2 separate regions of the Mus musculus genome follow, and region 1 is linked to region 2. A link is a contact called in public Hi-C data. All regions are on one chromosome and are shown on one strand. The core of a region is the stretch at or near the end of the contact, and the rest is flanking DNA. Distances in the headings are between cores, read along the strand shown.

Evidence for each region. Hi-C and Micro-C count contacts between places; a contact is called where the count stands out from the background.
Region 1: a Hi-C map of liver shows a contact between it and region 2, with 2.0 times the contacts expected there. The contact joins two enhancer-like sites. A contact is called at or near these places in 3 of 484 Hi-C or Micro-C datasets (the C2C12 cell line, liver and nephron progenitors).

What each region holds. Positions count from the first base shown.
Region 1 is chr6:145,521,388-145,524,087 of GRCm38.p6, forward strand. The region is part of intron 2 of Gm38475 (a long non-coding RNA gene); the gene reads right to left. Among named protein-coding and RNA genes, the nearest start is that of Gm15499, 80 kb to the left of the region's middle. Within about 2 kb of position 1,439, at least 12 of the 459 cell types and tissues checked have an H3K27ac peak or open chromatin away from gene starts, as enhancers often do. A contact at or near this core is called in liver, where this site is marked.
Region 2 is chr6:145,351,055-145,353,754 of GRCm38.p6, forward strand. No RefSeq gene overlaps it. Among named protein-coding and RNA genes, the nearest start is that of Gm38926, 4.0 kb to the left of the region's middle. Within about 2 kb of position 1,282, at least 29 of the 459 cell types and tissues checked have an H3K27ac peak or open chromatin away from gene starts, as enhancers often do. A contact at or near this core is called in liver, where this site is marked.

The DNA of each region.
Region 1 (2,700 bases), core at 189-2,688, 170 kb after region 2:
TAATTTCAAGTCTCCAGATCCAGATGGAATAATATTTATGGGACATGAGCAATTTACAAAAAATTTTGTCAAATAAAGATTGATTTATTTTAATTTTATGTGTATAAGCACTTACTTGTGTGCATGTGCACGTGTGTGCACGCGCGCGCACACACACACACACACACACACACACACACACACACACACACAGTGTGCCTAGTGTTCATGGAGGCCAGAAAGGCATCTGCTGCAGGATTTTCTCTGTCCAATCACATTAGGGCACTGGGAGGCTTGTTTTTGGCCAATAGAAGGGAGGCAGAGCAAGGAGTTGGCAGAGAGAGAGGTCTCAGGAGGTGAGAGAGAACAAGAATGGAAGCCAATGTGATGTTATCAAAAGGTTAGAATAATTGGGTTAAAGCTTTATCATTATTATCATTTGGCTCTGAAATTATTGTATTGGCATCTTATAAATTGGGTTATTATTGATACATTAATCTGATTGGCTAATTAAGCATTAAGAGTCTTGATTCTACCGAGTAATTAGGTGTTGTGATGGCTAACCAGGGGTCTGTGGGGTGTTGTGTGAAAGTGAGAGGAACTCGGAGAATAGGGGGCATCCAAGAGATGGCCCGGTGGGAGCCAGGTGGCCTCACAGAGTCAGCGAGTTGGTGGGCTGAGAGACTGAGCAAGTGAGATAACCTGGTGCAGGGGCTAGCTCTAGAGAGTTGTTGGCAGTGGCAGGATTGAGTGTGTGGCCTGGCCCTGATGAGAGTTGGCAGGTTCATATTTTTTAATATTTCCTGCAACAGGCATCAGACTTGCAGAAGGGCTCTGGACTTACACACTACTGTGAACCAGCATGCAGGTGCTGGGAATCAAACTCATGCCCTCCGTGGAGCACCGGGTGTGCTTAACTGCCAAGCCATCTCTCCTAGAGGAATGGGTTTTAGGTTTAGATGCTTTTAAGAAGAAAGCCATTGGCACTGAATAGAAGACATGAGTGGAGATCAGCAGAGCTCTGAGAAGGGAGCAGAGGAGCAAGAGATCTCTGTGAGGGAAGGGGTCCTGAGGAATGGACACTCATGGCCACCAGGACAAAACTGCTTTTAGATACCTTAGAAAATGCATTTTGTTACACAGGCAATTGCCTGGCCCACCTAAGTAAGTGCAGTTTCGCTGGTGACCATGCCTCATAAATTGCTACCATCCCATCATCTGCCACTGCTGAGCAATTCTGTCTGAATAACCGAGGAATGTCCCGTCAACATGGCTGCAGGATGACATCTTCCTGACTGGGAAAGTTTTTATTGTTCGCCTCCCCTTGACGATCAGCTGCCAGATTCCTAGACCGACTTCCCACAGATGAGTTCTAGAAGCGAGTGCGAGAGGCACGGTGCCTTTTCATGGAAATCAATGGGGCCTTGACTTTAGGCCAAAATGGACTGGCAGGAGACTAACCACCTTTACTCCCTACAGGACAAAGGTCAAACGCTGTGTGACAAACAGCAAAAGGCTGTGGTCCCCAAGAGAAAGGAGGGACACAAATGAAGAGCCCAGAGAAATGTGCCGTGAAGGTTCCCCAGGTCCTGAGGAGCGGAGCGTGATGGGGCAGCACAGCCTGGGATCTTCACCATGGGGAGTCTGGCAGGGCCAGAGCTCAAGGTGATGAAGGCTTCTGGAGCAGAACTGAGAGGGTGGAGACAGCAGACGGGGAGACAGAAAGAGATCTGCACTTGGCTTTGTCTTTCTATTCTGTTAGTCACGCATCTGAAGAAACTAGCTATAGAGAACAAAGAGGCTCCAGAAATAAACTCCAGACTTATCCCCAAGGACCTGAGCACATTGTCTTTCCCTGGCGCCAATTCATTCTTGGGCTGCAGCACACTCTTGCTCGGAGCTGGAATCCCAGTTCACTTGTGGCCTCCCCAGGCCTAATGCTTTGACTGGACTCTGAATACCACTGCGATGTGCAGTTGCAGTGTATTAAAGTTTTTGTGCATGTGTGTCCCACCTCAGTAAGCGCGCTTCTCCTGAAGGCAGAGGCCATGCTGACTCTTTCCCAAGTGCGGCTATATAGCTCAGAACAAAAACAGTCCTTACTCGGGACTCTGCTTCTGCAACTTTGCCAACACCTCAAGTTATCATATTTAACTCTTCTCACAACACTTGAAAGAGGAACTGTAACGAGCCACTTATCGGTGAGGAAATATAAACAACAGAAGTTGCTGTTACTTAAAAGTTGCTGTTATGTGGCTTAGCTAAGTTATTTTGAGCTCAGGTATATCTACTCATGCAGTTTATGCTATTGGTTAGCATTTGTGAACTGGTTAAACATGCAGCGTTACGGTGTACGCAAACATACAAGTCTTCCTTATTGCCGGTGGCTCCTAGGATCTAGGATTCATTTTGGAAATCACGTACATTTACAACAGAAGCATTTGCCTAGACATTTCCCTCTAATTTGTGAAAGAAATCTTGAAATAGTCAGGTGAACATCCAAAGGCACCTGTACTTTGCCACGTGGCCCATTCAGAACCGAGGCGGGAGAAGTCACGCGGGGCCACGTGGCATCTTGACATTCCCACCCGTCCTGTTTGAGGTGCCATTGAAGTATCTCCTCCTCGGCTTACTTCACTTGCCTCACTCGAGACCCGCCTGACAGAGGAACGGCTTGCTTCACTCCAATAGCATCCGAGGGTCGAAATGAATGTAAAAACA
Region 2 (2,700 bases), core at 32-2,531:
AAATGGTTAAACTGGTGTGCCTGAAGTTGAACTGCCAAAGGCCGGTCGCCTCCTGTCAGGCCTGGTCAGCATGGTGCGCCTTCTCTCACTCTGCTGTCCTCTCTCCTCCCTGCCCCCACTCCATTCTCTCCTGTTGTACTGCGGATTAGAACCACGGGCCCCACGGACCCCACAGGTCCCACAGGCCCCACAGGCCCCACAGGCCCCACAGGCCCCACAGGCTTGCTGAGGGAGTGTCCCACTCCTGCCTCTTCCTCTTCTTTGTTCAGCAAAAACACCAGGAAAGGAGAAAGAAGGGAAAGGGTGGTTTAACATGGAGAAAAGAGTGTCCGTGGAACGGAACACGACCACACATGTCAGCTTAGTCCCCGTTCTCCTGAAAGAAGCTGCTGGTGACACAGGCAGCCGCCTGAGTGCATGCACGAAGAAGAAAGTTCAGAGAGGAACATACAGAACATGTCAGTAAGCTTAAGCGCAGCTGCACGGGGAGAGACCTTCCCTTCCTCCTTCCCGGTTCCTTCCTCCTTAGCTCTTGTCTCCTCTCTTGCCAGCCCTTCTCCACCTCCCCAGTCACTTTCCCTTCTTGGTCTTAAAGGATCCTCTGTTGTTTTGACAGCACCAGCCACCAACACTGAGGACCCGATGAGCTGAAGTAAAGGTAACTAAGGGTGTTCATTTCTGCACTTTCCTGTCACCAGCCCTTGAAAGGGTTAGACGCAAGATTTAAGAAAAACAAAAACAAAAACAGAAACAAACAAACAAACAAAAACCCCAAAACACAAAAACCAAAACCAATTATCTATGGTTTACAATCAAAAATAGCTTTGAAACGAGACTCTCATTTGCCTTTATTCAAGGAATGGTGGAAGGTTCTGGAATCTAGAGTGCGCTGTGCTCTTGGGTGTGGTTGAACAGAAGGAGAGTGCGGGCTCTTTGACAGGGGAGCGGCTGCAGTAGGTGGGCTCCCCTGTGCTTTGCACACCCAATCGAGGGAGGAGCAGACATGCGCATTAGACACGCAGCTCTCCCGGCACTCCTAAAGTTCAGGATGACCCCAACAAGCCAGACTTTATGTGAGGCAGAGAGGGTGTGGAGAGAGGAGGTGCCGGGGACACAGAACACTGGGCTCCACTCAGAAAGAAAGTCTGTGTTTTAGTGTCTCTGAGAGCTGTTTACCAAGGGAAAGGATGGTAGAAAATGTACTCATTACAGGGCTGTTTCAATGTCTAAACCTGACTTCAGTGTCTAAGGTGAACGGCCTGTGTAAATAAAACTAAAATTACCTCAGGGTTCTGTCTGCAGTAATTTTCCCCTCTTGGTGCTGTTCTACTCTGGGTAAAGCTCCCCAGAACAGCGTCAGCCAGGACTCCCACAGTGGGTCTGGGTTCCATGACCTCAGCCACACAGTGGGCCTGGGTTCCATGATCTCAGACTCCCCAGCTCAGCACACCTGTGTGGAAATCCTCATCACCTGAGAAAACCGAATACTTAAACGTTTTATTTTATTTTTGCTTGTGTAGCTGTGCATGTGTGGGCACACCAGCGAGTGTGGGTGTCGACGGGGGCGTCAGGTCCTCTGCAAGACAGAAGATGTTGCTGAGCACTGAACCACCTCTCTAATCTCCTGAATATATACCTCTCTCTCTCTCTCTCTCTCTCTCTCTCTCTCTCTCTCTCTCTCTCTCTCTCCCTCTCTCCCTCTCTCCCTCTCTCTCTCTCTCTCTCTCTCTCTCTCTCTCTGGATGCATTCCATGCACAGATCACTGGGTTCTAGCTACTACACTAGCCCTGTGTTTGCAACTGTGATGAGCATTCATGGTGTCATGTGTCACTGCAGATCTGAGCAGTCGGTCCTCTCCAGAGTTATCTATTTATCTATTTACTTGTGGTGAGGGTGGGAGGGCAGTGGGAGGGTTGCTATGCCTAGAGGGCCTGAGGTATGGTTTCTGATGCTGGAGTTGACACCTAGGGTTTGTATGATTATAGTAAATGCAAAAGGTATAAAACACACACAGACAGACATACACACACAGACAGACAAACATGCACAGACACACACACATATGCAGATATATACACACACACACGCACAGATGCACACACAGACACACACAGATGCACACACACACAGACACACAGACATGCACAGACACACACACACACACAAACACACACAGACTCCCCCTCTAACACTCACAGACTCCCCCTCTCCCCCGCAGAGACACAGACAGACAGACAGACACAGAGACAGACACACAGACATGCATGCATGCACACACACACACACACACACACAAAGACACACACAGACACAAAACTCCCCTGTCCCCACAGAGACACACACAGAGATACACAGACAGACACCACAGACATACACACATGCACAGACAGACAGACAGACAGACAGACACACACACACACACACACACACACACACACACACACACACACACGAGTGTTATCTGGGGAAATCTGACCTAATTCTGAGAGTCAGAATCAACAGAGAAATCTGACTAAAGGTGACCTGAGTTTTATTTACGCATGTCATTCATTTTAGAATTTTACTGCTGAGGAAAAGCTACAGTACATGTCCAAGAAGAATCAGAGAAAGGGCTGAGCTGAGAAAAATACAGCACATTAAAGAAACTGAGGAGAAGCTGGTGGCCAGAGCAGAGCATACAGAGGGAAGGCAGAACTCAG